Regions from separate parts of the Sus scrofa genome. Here regions 1 and 3 are each linked to region 2. A link is a contact called in public Hi-C data. All regions are on one chromosome and are shown on one strand. Each heading gives the region's core, a stretch centred on a gene start, on an enhancer-like site or on the middle of the called end of the contact. The rest is flanking DNA. Distances are from core to core; before and after follow the strand shown. Region 1 overlaps SPATA31D1 (spermatogenesis-associated protein 31D1). Region 2 holds the start of LOC100524475 (transducin-like enhancer protein 1). Region 3 overlaps LOC100524475 (transducin-like enhancer protein 1).

Evidence for each region. Hi-C and Micro-C count contacts between places; a contact is called where the count stands out from the background.
Region 1: a Hi-C map of brain shows a contact between it and region 2, with 3 times the contacts expected there. The contact joins the enhancer-like site here to the promoter of LOC100524475 in region 2. A contact is called at or near these places in 1 of 5 promoter capture datasets (fetal skeletal muscle) and 7 of 47 Hi-C or Micro-C datasets (brain, embryonic fibroblasts, fetal heart ventricle and 4 more).
Region 3: a contact with region 2 is called in a Hi-C map of skeletal muscle, with 3 times the contacts expected there. The contact joins the enhancer-like site here to the promoter of LOC100524475 in region 2. A contact is called at or near these places in 1 of 5 promoter capture datasets (liver), 6 of 47 Hi-C or Micro-C datasets (embryonic fibroblasts, liver, omental adipose tissue and 2 more) and 1 of 2 datasets of contacts at active chromatin or transcription factors (skeletal muscle).

The regions. Positions count from the first base shown.
Region 1 is chr1:234,478,199-234,483,090 of Sscrofa11.1, forward strand. The region is part of intron 2 of SPATA31D1 (spermatogenesis-associated protein 31D1); the gene reads left to right. Among named protein-coding and RNA genes, the nearest start is that of SPATA31D1, 110 kb to the left of the region's middle. Within about 2 kb of position 1,778, at least 13 of the 83 cell types and tissues checked have an H3K27ac peak or open chromatin away from gene starts, as enhancers often do. A contact at or near this core is called in brain, where this site is marked.
Region 2 is chr1:234,369,288-234,373,853 of Sscrofa11.1, forward strand. It overlaps LOC100524475 (transducin-like enhancer protein 1), which reads right to left and starts at 1,368. Exons shown (of 20, transcript XM_003480540.4): 1 at 7-1,368. The coding sequence starts at 30. It overlaps SPATA31D1 (spermatogenesis-associated protein 31D1), which reads left to right and starts at 1,679. Exons shown (of 7, transcript XM_005660180.3): 1 at 1,679-1,797.
Region 3 is chr1:234,281,026-234,285,329 of Sscrofa11.1, forward strand. LOC100524475 (transducin-like enhancer protein 1) reads right to left here. Exons shown (of 20, transcript XM_003480540.4): 17 at 695-842. Among named protein-coding and RNA genes, the nearest start is that of SPATA31D1, 88 kb to the right of the region's middle. Within about 2 kb of position 1,311, at least 29 of the 83 cell types and tissues checked have an H3K27ac peak or open chromatin away from gene starts, as enhancers often do. A contact at or near this core is called in embryonic fibroblasts, liver and skeletal muscle, where this site is marked.

The DNA of each region.
Region 1 (4,892 bases), core at 528-3,027, 110 kb after region 2:
ACCCTAATATGGAATTTTATTTGCACACTCAATTATGTTCTGAGGCCTTCTAAAGATAGGATCTCTCAAGATTTTTACACTATCTGTAGAAGGGAAGGAGATTATTCTGTAGTCTCACATCCTGTGAAAGAAAGGACGAAACCAAGTACTTTAGAGAGAATTTATGTGTATTTATGTGTCTGCTGTTTCTTATATTAACATTCACAGGTCAGTAAATTAAATTCACTGAAGTCTGTCAAAACACACAGGTGAACCGAATGAGAATTTCAGAAAAGGAAGATGCTCTCCTATTGCTGAAAGCCAATGACAGCTTTCTTATAGTTGCAGAGAAAGTTCTATTCCATCACAAAGTCAATAGTATTTCAGCACAGATGCACTACTAAATTCAGGTGACATGTTTAGAATAGAGACCCTCAGACTAATAAACCTTTTATTCCTTCCCTGAAGGGAGTGAGTCTTGACTAATGGTTTATTGGAATTATCAAAGAGTGTCAAATCCCACTTACTAAGTTCCAGCATGAAATTAGCCAAATTCCCCAAAGGCCTTTCTAAAACAATATAGTCAAATAAAAGGTGTTGGGCGTGCTGGAAAAAAGTGTTAAAACCAGTTACTTGGAAGTGATGAGAAATAAATCTAACTGTAGGCAGGAGGCAATGTTTATGTGTACAGTTAATAACTTTCTTAATAGGACTTCTTGGCTTGGTGATTCTCGTCTGGGGAGGAAAGTGAGGTGTGGAACACAGGGCAGGCGTAGGGCCATAAGTCAATTCCCAGCACTGTTAGTCAAGGATGGAAATTGCAAAGAGAAAAGCAATGAATTTAAAAGCCCCAGCAAGCGGAGAGAATGGAAGGAGAGATGTGCTGTTCTAGGGCAGGAGGTGGATGGGAGTGATTGAGAATCCAGGTTGGACCATCCTAATGGAAGGAAAAACCCACTTAGTCCTCAGGACAAGGAACTCCACCAGTTCCCCAAGAGTGATTCCTTTCTGACAGTTCCTTACTCAGAAAATAATGTTACTGTTCATACTGTTACTTAGAAAATAATGTTACTGTTCATAACGTCTCAGGGTGAGGGAGGCCCCAGAGGGGACATATTATAGAAATGTTTTTTGTTTTGCTTTTTTAAAAGCAGAAGTAGAGATTCCCAACCACAAGGCTCAAATTGAATTTCAGATACCTGTGAAAACAGCTGCTCTGAGTTTGTGTGAAAAAGACTGGTGGTACTCAAGGTAATGTAAGTTTAACTGATACTCTTTTCCTGAATATTTTACCCATGACTTGCTCTGCAGCACACTGGCAGCCTGGAGCTCTGCTTACATTCAACCCACATGCAGTGGAGCTGTTTCCTACAAGCACCCCCACTTCCTGACACTTGAGAGCCATGCAATGGAAGGCAGCTTGGTGGCTGTAGAAGGCCCCGAATAAAAGCGTATTCCACTTTCTGCATAACTTTACATAATTAATAGTTTTCCATGCAAACTATTGTTTGCCTTAATTGTTGTTCCAACAGCTGTTTTCATTAAATTGTAAAGCCCGCTGTGTCTAATCCTTTGAGCCCACTATTGATAACAAGAACAGCTCTGAAGCTTGCTCTAAAGGAAGAGTTTGTTCCCTGCCAAGCTGGAAAACCGTCCTGAAGTTACTTGAAAAATAAGGCCTACAGTGGGACTGGTTGTGTAGCTAATCCATTAGGCTTTTCAAAAGAGCCATGCTCTGTACCCTCATGGCTAAATTGACCCAACAACCAATCAATGCCTTTATTTGCTGCGTGGCTGCCCCTGAAGGGTCTTAGAGCTGGTCCAACTCGTAATCAAAGCCTCCATCAGTACCAGGGCCCTGATGACATAAATGGCCAAACTTTCAACGCGGCTGGCCCCGGTCCAGTCACACCATTTTGAAGATACAAAGAGGCTGTGTTGCTCGGTGGAATTCATTTTCTTGTTTACTTCCTCCAGAAACAAGAGCATCATCAGCACGCTCAGTGCATCGGATCAGACCGCGGAGTTGTTGACAGAAGCTTGGCGAGGCTTGCCAGCTTTCCACACGAAATGCTGGCTTTCTTCTCACACACCCCCTACCGTTTGTGTCTCTGCCAATTGTAGCACATCAGAGCGGCCATTGAGATAATGACCGTGAAGTCTCATGATACACTTTGATGAAGTGTAACATTTTTTAAAGGATTTTTGTCTGTGCCAAAATGATCGAGGCAGCTGACTAAAAATCGCCCCATCAAAATCAAGGCTGATTGATGAACAGCAGGCGGAGGCATGAGCCTCCCCAGAGAAGATGGGGGGGGGGAGACAGATTTTGCAGCCAAAGTGTCTTTCTTTCCGTGTCTATGTACAGCACAGATTCCTTTATTTTAAAAGTCATCTTTGTTTCAGATGACTTTACGTCAGTGGCGGATGCTTCAGCCTCCAACCTTCTTAAATTCTTTTTTTTTCAATCAACCCCCAGAAGATACAACGAGTGATTCCTTTCTGACAGTTCCTCACTAACGACTTCGAAAATAACATTGTTGTTAATAACTTGGCGTTGGGCACACTGGACATTTCAGGGCAGCACAGAGGTTTTCGGTCAGAGGCTGACCCTGGTGTCATGTTCAGGTACATCTGAATTTCTCTTGTTTAGCTGGAATTGAGAGTCTGATACACAGAAGTGGTTCTGAGCCAGTGAAAGCCCAAATCAAGCTGGTGTTAAAAACCAAAATTCAACCAAGCAAATTTTTAAAATCTTACTGACTTTATTCAACAATCCATGAATCCAGCAGCATCTCGTCTAGCAGACAGGAAGGAGCTCAAAGGAGCTGTACTCAGTGAAGGACTTCTGTATGCAGACAGGAGCAGGAACAAGGAAGTTACGGGAGCAGAGAGTGAACTGGTTGTGACCAGGCCACTTTCCTTTAGAGGGTGGCAGCAGTCTGTCAGGCAGATGACCTCACCAGTGCCAATTAGGCAATTCCTGATTGACTCGTTTAAGATTCCATCTCTGGGAGAGGCTCAAACTGTAATAAGTATTCGTTTGGTGATGTGGGGCTTAGCACAAACCACTTCATTCTGAGCCTGTTGTCTGTTTTTAACACCAGTAACAACATATACAAAGACTGTGACCTTCTTTGGGAGAAAAATCATATTGTTTAATTTACCTCCCAGACCATCATGACTGTCATTTATAGAATACTTGCCATCACCCAGGGATTGTGTATCAGGTGATTAAAGCATTCACAGAGGAGTTCCCGTCGTGGCTCAGTGGTTAACGAATCCGACTAGGAACCATGAGGTTTCGGGTTCGGTCCCTGGCCTTGCTCAGTGGGTTAAGGATCTGGTGTTGCCGTGAGCTGTGGTGTAGGTCGCAGATGTGGCTCGGATCCCGCTCCTGCATTGCTGTGGCTGTGGCGTAGGCTGGTGGCTACGGTTCTGATTAGACCGCTAGCCTGGGAACCTCCGTGTGCCGCGGGAGCAGCCCTAGAAAAGGTGAAAAGGCAAAACATAAATAAATAAATAAAGTATTCACAGAGAGTGAGAATGTTCACATGGAGTCTGTGATCTTCACCACTCTGTTTACTACCACCGTTTTAGATGAGGATACTAAGGTCCAGATGAGGAACCTGAGGCTTGGAGATGGTGAATAACTTTGCCAAGCCCGGAAAAGTGGGGAAGGCAGGATAGGACCTGTGTACTTGGTCACAAGATGTGTTCCGTCTGCCTCTCTGGTTGACTGCTTCTGATAGAGCTCATTAAACAGCGCTCCGTGGGAGAAGAGGAAGCAATTTGTGGTTGAATTTGTAAAGGCAATGAATAAAAGGGATTTACCTCTCAGCTTTTCAAGAGGACATTCGCTACATGACATCCTCTGATACCAGTTTAACCAGCGTTTGCTCAGAAACTGGGTTTGAGTGTGAGTGAAGCTGCAGTGAGGTTTTGGCTAACCTCCACCTGTCTGTGGCTTACCTTCTCATTCCAGGTCACAGCACAGGACAGGTCCTACCCTCGCGAGGAAGTGTGGTTGCTGAGCTCTAGGACTTCTCAGAATGTCACAATTCAATAGACACCTGTGCTGAAGCAAGTGCAAAAACCACAAGTGCAAAAGAGGGTTACAGTTCAGTTACCTTGACAATCTTTGTTTCTGCTTGGGGAGCAAGAATGCATGTCAGAGTGGAGTGGAGGGCTGTAAACTGGGGAAGAGTGAGAGTAAAGGAAGTCAGGGGTAGCTGAATAATGATAAAAAACAATGGTGTTTGAATGTGCAAATAAGATCCCCTTGGGCTTCTTTTAAATGTCTTCATACTGTTTCTCTAAGTACAGTCAAATAAAAGGTGACAAAAGCTCAGACAACAGAACAAAGGCACCGAGCTAATTTTGTGCACACATTGCAAGGAATAAACTGCAGGGTTTCATTATCCTCTTTCCAAAGAAAGTATATTTCAGGAGTCCAGATAGATTCATCCCAGTTTGCACTAGATTTTATGCATTATTTAAATTTTAAAAAGCAGCAGCACCCCAGATCCAAGTTTTGCAGAGAAGTTTTGGCAACCAAATTTGTACACGTGTGGCCCAGTGAAAGAAAATGGACAACAGAGGCTAAGAGATGGCAGAAGTGAGGAAAAGGGCCCTCCATTGCATGGGAGCCAGGCGGGAATTACATATATCCATTTGCACAAGGAATAATGGACTCAGAGAGTTCTTTCAGCCTTCCTTCGGTACCAAGTATGGGCATATGCTTTTTATAGAGAGTGAGTATTCTGTTGGGAGAGTGGATCACAAACTCGTTAGTTCTTTTCAAATAGAAAGCACTCACTCCAGAGGAAAAGGGCTCTAGTCTATTTCTTTCAGGAGCCCTTGAGTGAGGGAACCACAAAAATCCACCTGATTTTAAAGAAAACTCTATCTGT
Region 2 (4,566 bases), core at 118-2,617:
CCTCACCGGGTGCCGGCTCTGTGGGAACATCGCTCTGGCGGCGGCCGCGGCTCCGTTCCCGGGCAACTCAATTCTCCGCTCAATTTCCAACTTTAATCCCGCCGAGGAAAATTAAGCTGAGAAGCCGGGCAGTAGCGGGAAGTGCGGGGGGCGCGCTGGCCACGCACGCAGGCGCGCTCCGCTGGGCGCAGAGGCCACTCGGCGCCCAGCAGCTCCTGTTCCCGCCGGTGCGGGCTCCCACCTTCAGGGCCACATCACAGGGCACCCCGGGCCCCGCTGCACCTAGAACCTGCGGGGCGCCGCCGGCGCCCGGGGCCGCACTCCAAATCGCGAGCCTGGGCCGCCGGGACGAGGAGGTGGGGGCGCGGTGACTCGCTGCGCTCCCCTCAGCGATCCGCGTGTGCCGCACCCGTCCCGGGCAAACAAATCCAGGCGGGTTGCTCTCCACCGTTCTTCTCCCGGTCCGCCTCCTAGCCGGGTTTTCCCCGCGGCGCCAGCAGCCGGGGAGGTGCAGGTGGCAAGCGCCCCCGCTAACCCCACAAAACAAATGTGACGACGTTCACAGCCGACCCCTGCAGGTCCGGGAGGCGCCCAAGACCGGGCGCTCGCAGGGTCCCTGGAGGCGGCGAGGGGCGAGGTCCGGGCCCCGGGGGAGGCTCCGTGTCCGGCGCTCCGCAGGCTTAACCCGAGCGGAGGAGCGCGGGATGACGACGAGGTGGGCAAAGTGTGGAGGGCGCGCCGGGAGGCGTCTCGGCACGCCCCGTGCGGGCCGCTCTTGCTGTTTTCCGCGGTTGTACAAACCCTCTTGGCCCGACGGGACTACTCGGCGGAGAGTAGTCCCGCAGCCTTCCGCTGCTCCTCGACCCCTGGGCGCATCCGAGCAACACGGCCCGTGCACACTCGCCGCACACGGCCCGCCCGGCCACTCCGGACCCCTTCTTCCGATCCTCTCCGTCAGCCCTCTTTCTTTCCTTCTCTTCGTCTACCTCTCCGCAAAGGGCGCTCCAGCCCGCTCCAAAGTTCTCTCACGACCCGGGGAACGACATCCACTCGATGGTAGGGAAAAGCGCAAGAGTGCGCTCCGACGCTTGGCCTCCTTCCCCAGCAGGCAAACTCCGTGGGCGAGTCCGGAGTAATCGCCAAGGGCCAGCGAAGGTCCGGGCTGGTGGCGAGGGAGCCGCCCGGCCGTGCGAGGGTGGGGGTAGCGCAGTCGGCTGCCTCAGGGACGCGGGGCAGAGGGTGCCCGCCGCCGCTGCTGCTGCTCCTGCAGCCGCCGCCGCCACCGCCGCCGCCGCCGCCGCCGCCCGCGCCTCTCGCGCCGGTTACATTAACACGCGGTTTCACACTCCGGAGCTAACCAGCGCCGGCCCCGCCCAGCCCTGCGCGGGCGGGGGCGAGAGCGAGGAGCTGGCGGGGTACGTGGGCCCGGCGAGTGGAGAGGGGGGAGCGGGAAGGCCCGTGTCAGCCAATCGCATGCGCCAGACCCAACGTGGGGTGGTGACGCGACACCTCCCCAGAGCCTATGGCAGCGCGGCACCGGACGGGCTGTCTCCCCTTCTCCCTCCTTTCTCTCCCGCCCCGCTTGCTTCCCTCTCCGCCGTCTCCCCCGTCTCTCCTCCCATCCACCCCCACCTCCCCTCCGCCAGCCGCGTCCTCCCGGGCTCGGCGAGGAACTGTTCCTGAAGGAGCCGCGGGACGCCGAAACCAGCCAATGGAAAGCGGCGAGACGCGAAGATTGGCACCGGGGATGGGAAGGTCGGAGAGAAGGAGAGCGGCGGGGCCGGGCTGTCAGTCAAAGTAACGTGGGGCAAGCAAGGGAACGCGCGGGAGCGCGCAAGCGGGAGGGACAGGCCAACGTGCAGCGGTCGAAGCTGGGGGCTCGAATTTGCAAAAATGCTGCCCACTTGTCACTTTTCCCTTTAATGAAAATCTTTAGATCTCAGTGAAACTCAGAGACTAACCCCGTAGGTTCTTATGAGGGAGAAGGGGTGCTTTTTGGTAGTTCGAGCCAAAGGAATCTTTCGGTGCTTGTCCCCTGTTTGATGCTACTATTGAAAGTGAGGTCACATTCAAAAATTTCTCTGAGGATTGTTTTTCCTCGAGCTGCCTTTTGGCGGATGCAGGAGAAGTGGACTGTGCACTTGGTGGAAAATGCGTACATGAGCAACTCATTGGCTGGCGTACATACAGCAGCCGCCTAAGACTAGGCTTTTAATGCCCACGCCCCCTTTGCACCCAAGGTGGTAGGAGTTGGTTTTTATTAGAAAATTTCAAACCACCTTGCAAAAAGATCGGGCTGCCTTGATTTGGCGGGAAGGAACCCAGGGTAAGGCACGCGCGTCGTAGTCTCAGATGCGATATTTTGCCCGCGGCGCGAAATTTCGGTTCTTCTGTTAAAAGTCCAGATTTCGCTGTGTTGGGAGATAGAGAGCTGCTCAGACTTCTAGGGGCTTCTCAGCAACATGACCACGAGTCTGTTTCCAATTAGTAGAAACAAAGAGAGAGAGTGTGTGGGATAAACAGCATCTAGACCTGAAAAACCTGTCCTGCCCACCCCACCTCCATAGTTCGGATGGTACCCCCACCCCCGCCCCTCTGGCCGGCTGAGCTGTGTAAGGCATTGATTGGGAAGCTTTGGATAAATGACCTGGCTAAAATTCTTATGAGGTGGAACTTGACTTAAAAGGGATTCCAAAAATTTAAATAGACAAGGCAAAATGTATAAATCTCCAGTTTGGATCTGTTTTTCTAAATACACCACATAGCAAATACACCACATAGCAGAAAATCTTATATATTGCTGCATTTATTTGAGTTATTTCCACGTGATTGGTAAGTGAATAATGCCGTTTTAGCCAAATGGTGGTGAATTCTTCCATAAGAAAGACACATCTTTGACAAGCATTTATCTTAGGTTGGAACGTACTGAATTTTTTGGTGTTAATTGCCCCAATGTTCCCATTATTTTACCTTCAAGAGAGTTATGGAAAGGCATTTATTAATCAGAAATAACGTTCTATTTTGAGATTTGCTTTTACGGAGAACTTTTTCTGGAAATATTAAAAGAATCATTTTAGACAATACATTTCAATGGTGGAGTTCTTAAAAATGTTTAATATTGATTTGTCTATAATTGGATCAATCTCAAATATCAATTATAAATGAAAAATTAAAGGAGCGATTTTAGGCAGTCTGTATAAGGTCATAGTAATTCTCCAACAAGTTCAGCATTGTGGCTTTGCCATGTTCTCATTAAGTGAGGTTGGAGAGTGGTTCCTATTATTCATTTTTCTAACTTGGAAAATCAATAGGAAGGAAGCGCTGCCCCTTTTTTGGTTAAATTTGGTGATGACAAGACAGGTTTTCTCCATATACAAGAATTTTTGAATTATATGGCTATCGGCAATTAAGCTTTGTCCTTTGGCTGCCTGCGCCTCTTGAAATCATCTAGTTATTGGCTGGCTTCTACCAGTCTATTGTTGGTTCATCCCATAATCAGCTCCAGGATTGTATAGCAAGTGCCACACATAGACCTGTGCATGCTGGGACAGCTAGGGCAACTAAGACTTCTCCCTGGCTTATCCACACTTTACTTTGATTTACTAGCACAAGCTGGTAGTTAAGTTTAAATAGAGAAGTTAAAACTGGAGCAAAAGGGTTGCTGCTTCTCTTTTTCTCCGCTCTCCCATCCTCTTCAAAAATCAGTTCTAACACATTACCTTTAAATGTTCTCTAACATAACTGTTCATAGCAAACATGTCTACTCACCATATTTCCTAGTTTGCCATGGGTAAAAATTAGAAATTCTCTTTTAACAAGTGTTTCTTTTCCATTAGAGTCTGACACTCCAGGTCTTCTGATTACCTTATGATATAGTATCTGGAGAAAAGAAAGAGCAATGATTTGAAAATTGGAAGGCCTTTAATTTTGTACATGAAGATGGTTGGTTTTCCGATGGTTTCTTTCTCTTACAGTGCATCCTCCTTGAGAGAGGAGGCTGGGCCCCTCTTCAAGGTCATGTTTTCTCTGTGATTGTCATGCTGTAATAATTATACTACAAAACTCTCATCAAACTGCATTACAAATGATGGTGTTTAAACAATCAAGTAGCTTTAATCTTATGTTTTAAATAAATAATATATGTGCAGATTGCCTACAGCCTGTTTAAAGGAAAATAGTCCTACTCATGAAATCTGTAATTTTGGTCTTCTATTTAAAGTCTGTTAACCATAATCTTCCTTACCTTTAACATATTCATGTGTTGATGTTTTTACGTGAAGTAATATTAAGTACTCTGCTTCCCTAGGAAATTGTCTCTGAAAAAAAAGTTCCTTCTTTATCCTCTACAAAAGAAACAGAAAGATTGCCAGATTGTTTATTTTCTCATTGACGCACATAATGCGTATATTTCCATTCATTTGTTGCTGAGTTATCAAGTTTTCAACTCGCGAATAGTATAAGTAGTGACAAAAACTATATGTATCTGCTAGTATAAGAGAAAAATATGAATGCTGGTCATAGAAGTTATGCATCTTTTAAATCTATTGCTTTTTTATTTGAAATAAT
Region 3 (4,304 bases), core at 61-2,560, 88 kb before region 2:
CAGGGCCATGAAATTTAGTTGCATGTATAGTTGCTTTCCATTTCTGTCCTATTTTTCTGAGTGGAATTACTTTTATTACCCCCAAAAAAGTAAGGAAATAAGCGATGATAAAAAGAACAATTCCACCATCAGAAAGCACTTAAAATGGCATGCCCTGTCTTTCCCCAAACAGGCCTAGAGTCAGACATTCAACATGTAAATCATCTCCACAATCCACAATCAAAGTTACCATTTTTATGCCATTTCAAAACTCCATAAATCTGGGCAGGCATGAGCCCAGTTTTTAAGGGATGAGTAATAAGACGGGCATCCACTGAGATGCCTGATGTATGTGAAATAAATTAACTCTCAGAGCTATCATGATTATCACTGCATATTTTTCAAGGTCCATTTCGATGTGGACCAAATCATCATCTCATCTCTCAACCCCATGTTAGATGGTGAGAAGATGGACAGCAGATCAGACCCTGTATGTTCTTCCAGGCGCAGATTCCTGAAGCAAACTCATATACCACTAAAACAACCCACAGGTTGTTTAAACCACAGCAATTTTAAAACACTGTAAGCATTTGGGGGTGATTTCTGGGGTCTGTGTGTATGTATCTCAAATTAGAGCCCAGACTGTTTGTCTGGCTACTACTGTGCTGGGGATGGGAGGGGGGAGGTGGCTGCACAGGGAAGAACAAGCCCACACCTGGGAGGTGAAGTCGTGCTGCTGCAGCTGCCGCCCTTCACGCAGGTCCCAGGACCGGACTGTGTTGTCCAAGCCGCCCGTCCAGAGCTTGGTGCCATCGTTAGAAATGTCAATACAGCTGGCCCCGTCCGTGTGGCCCTGGAATTGCCTGATAAAACAAACCAGATTGAATAACGATTTCCTGCCAGGGCTCAGGGTAAACACTGTTGTGTTGTTGGTTTTGGACCTGCCGAGCATGTGTCATCTCCTCAGTGTCTGCTGATGTGCAAGATCAGACCAACCTTCCCCTGAGGAGGAGAGGAAACAGCACCTGCAGATTTTCTTCTTTTTTCAGGATCCAAGTGCTGAAGAAACTGAATGCCGTTTTAGGTCACCACACAGGAGAAGTTAAATACGCTCCTAGAGCTATTCTTACAAATTCGTCTGGAACGAAAAATTCCTCCCAGGTCTGGAAAAGTGTTTAAGTGTGAAAAGACGGGGGGAGGGAAAAAGGCAAACACACAGAATCCCAAGTGTATTCCTCCCAGAAAGAGGCAGGCTTGGCCTTTAACCGCGTGGGCCTGAATCACCACATTACCAGCTCAGGGCCCAGAAGCACTCCTGTCTCCATGAGTGAATAACACAGCGATGCCCTTCCTGCCAACAAAGCATGAGCTCATGTATTTACTCAACCTCGCTTTCTCTACTAGAAAGAGACCCGCATTAGGAAATGTGGACTCGCAGAGACAAAGGGGCATGCCGGCCTCCTGACTCAGAGGCGCAGAGCAGAGACGGAGCTGATTGCTGGGACCGGCCTCTGGCACAGCGTGGCCTCGAAGCTGAGCACAAGGCTGTTGTTCTCTTAAAGAGGATCCTTGTGCTTTGGTCAAAAACCACCACCCAGAACAAGCGACCAACCAGGATCTGCCGGGCGCAGGTGCTCTGCCAGGTCCCAGGTGGGGCTTGCTGGGGGCAGGGGGAGGTAAGCCACCACAGGGCCAGAAGGTTGGGGGTCATGAGTCTGGTCTGGTCCATGCCAAGAGGGAGCTGGCAGGGGAGAGCCGGGAACCAGAGAGAGGTGTTCGGAGGCCTGAAGAGGACGGCAAAGCAGGCAGCATCCAGGAGTACTTCGTGGGAACCTCAACACCCAGAGAAAAGTTTCCAGTGCCTCCCCTTCCTGTTACCTTCTCACAGAGCGGCAATCTTGAAAGCTGAGTCCAAAATTTAAAGGGCATGGAGGGTAAGACAAGAGCAACCCCAGTGCCCTGAATTCAGAGATAAGATGTGAACTGCCACATCAAAAACAGCCCCTCTGGAGCTCCCATAGTGGTATAGTGGAAATGAATCTGACTAGGATCCTTGAGGACCCAGGTTCAATCCCTGGCCTCACTCAGTGGGTTAAGGATCCAGGGTTTCCGTGAGCTGTGGTATAGGTCACAGACACAGCTCAGATCTGGTGTTGCTGTGGTTGTGGTGTAGGCCAGTGGCTACAGCTCCAATTTGACCCCTAGCCTGGGAACCTCCATATGCTGGGAGTGTGGCCCTAAAAAAAGCAAAAAAAAAAAAAAAAAAAGTCACCTCTGAAAACCATTCAGAACTTCCACCTGGTCCTCTCCTCCATGCACCCAACTCTCCTTCTGAGGCTTCCCCTCTGGTCCCCCAGGCCTGGAGTAGCCGCACACTCCCCCCACCCGTTTCCAAACTGCTGCTTTTCTGCCTTCAAATAGCGTTTGAAACCCAGGGACCTCCCTCTTCATTTCATCTTCCGAATTCCTTTTACCTCTGGAACTCAGGAAATACTTTGATTCCTTGAATATAGAAATTTTTCTCTGCTGACTTAAGCACCCGGTGGGTATTTCTCCATCCCTGTATCCACCTATCTCGGTGCTGTCCTCAGGCTCCTCTGGGTCACAGCAGATGCAAGATATTAAGGGAGTTCTTGTCGTAGCTCAGCAGTAACAAACTCAAGTGGTATCTGGGAGGGTGTGGGTTCCATCCCTGGCCTTGCTCAGTGGGTTAAGGATCTGGTGTTGCCTCGAGCTGTGGTGTAGGTCGAAGATGCAGATCAGATCTGGCATTGCTGTGGCTGTGGTGCAGGCCGGCAGCTACAGCTCTGATTCGACCACTAACCTGGGAACTTCCATATGCTGTGGGTGTGGTCCTAAAAAGACAAAAAAAAAAAAAAAAAAAAAAAAAACAGTAGACTCTGCATTGCCCTGTCATGTCACACAAAGTAGCCACTAGCCACGTGTGGCTAGTCCAAACTGAGATTTGTGAAGCAGGACTCTGTCATAGCCATCAGGTATTGAGACCCTGGCGGTCAGCAAAGAGAGAAGTTCAGAGCACACCCAATGGAGATGGGTGCCTGGGCCCTATCACAGCTCCTCCATGATAAAATCAGGATAACAGCAATGAAGAAGCAACTAGGGTTAAAGAGATTAACATTTGAAAAAAGCACTCTGAATTAATATTTTGGAAGTGGTTTTATTAAATTAAAAAAAAAAGAAAGAAAAGAAAAATCGCCCAACACTTGCTAGGCTCAAAGTTTGAAAAGGCTGTTGGCTCTGGCTCCATCTGTCCATCTGTCCATTTTGCTCATTCTAAGTTGCCCAGTGAGCAACAAGAAAAATAACTCCTGCGCCATCACCCTCACGTAGGGGCAGAGCCTGGCCCAGTGACACTTACTGGATTTCTACAGATGAGGTTGAAGAAAGAGTGAGCTGCTAAAATGAATTCCCTAATCCGTCCCTTCCCTCCAGCTATGGGCGCGGAAGCACTGGAGGAGCCCTGCTGACTCATGTGTCTAAAACTGTGTCAAGAACCATGTTTCTGAGTGAAGGTGACACAGAAGGGTGAAACACATGCCTGTTCTGCCTTAGATGTTTAATTTCGTGCTTCCTTTTCTTTTCTTTCCTTTTTTTTTTTTTTTGTCTTTTGTCTTTTTAGGGCTGTGCCTGCAGCATATGGAGGTTCCCAGGCTAGGGGTCCAATCAGAGCTGTTTCTGCTGGCCTATGCCAGAGCCACAGCAATGCAGGATCCAAGCCGCGTCCGCAACCTACACCGCAGCCCACAGCAACACTGGATCCTCAACCCACTAATTGAGGCCAGGGATCGAACCCCCAATCTCATGGTTCCTGGTCGGATTCATTTCTGCTGCACCACGACGGGAACTCCAATGCTTCCTTTTCTAAAGGCTTTTCTCTAATACTGTTAATGTGAGTGCTCCCTTTGCCAGAGGGGGTGAGCTGACCAAAGCCAAGGAGAAGGTGGTAGATTCCAGGCAGCTGGGCTTGCTCCTGGATAAAATGACACCTGGACAGGGATTATTTAGTTATTGAGAAACACTCGATACTCTTAAACCATTTTGTGGGTAAAGTTCATGGAATCTCCTCTTCTAATGTTCTTTTGTTGATTTTCTGTTATTCTTTTATCACTTGGCTCCTGTTTTCACATAGGAGGGTCTAAGCAAAGCCAAAAACATCTAGTATTGAAGACCTTTGGTACCTCCATCTAATTTATGGTATGCCACCCTTTGGCAAGAGGCAGGAATGTTTTTTAAACAAACCTGGCATCTGTACATGGCTGAAGAATGAGAACATGAGGGAAGGAAATATAAAGTCTGAGTGACAT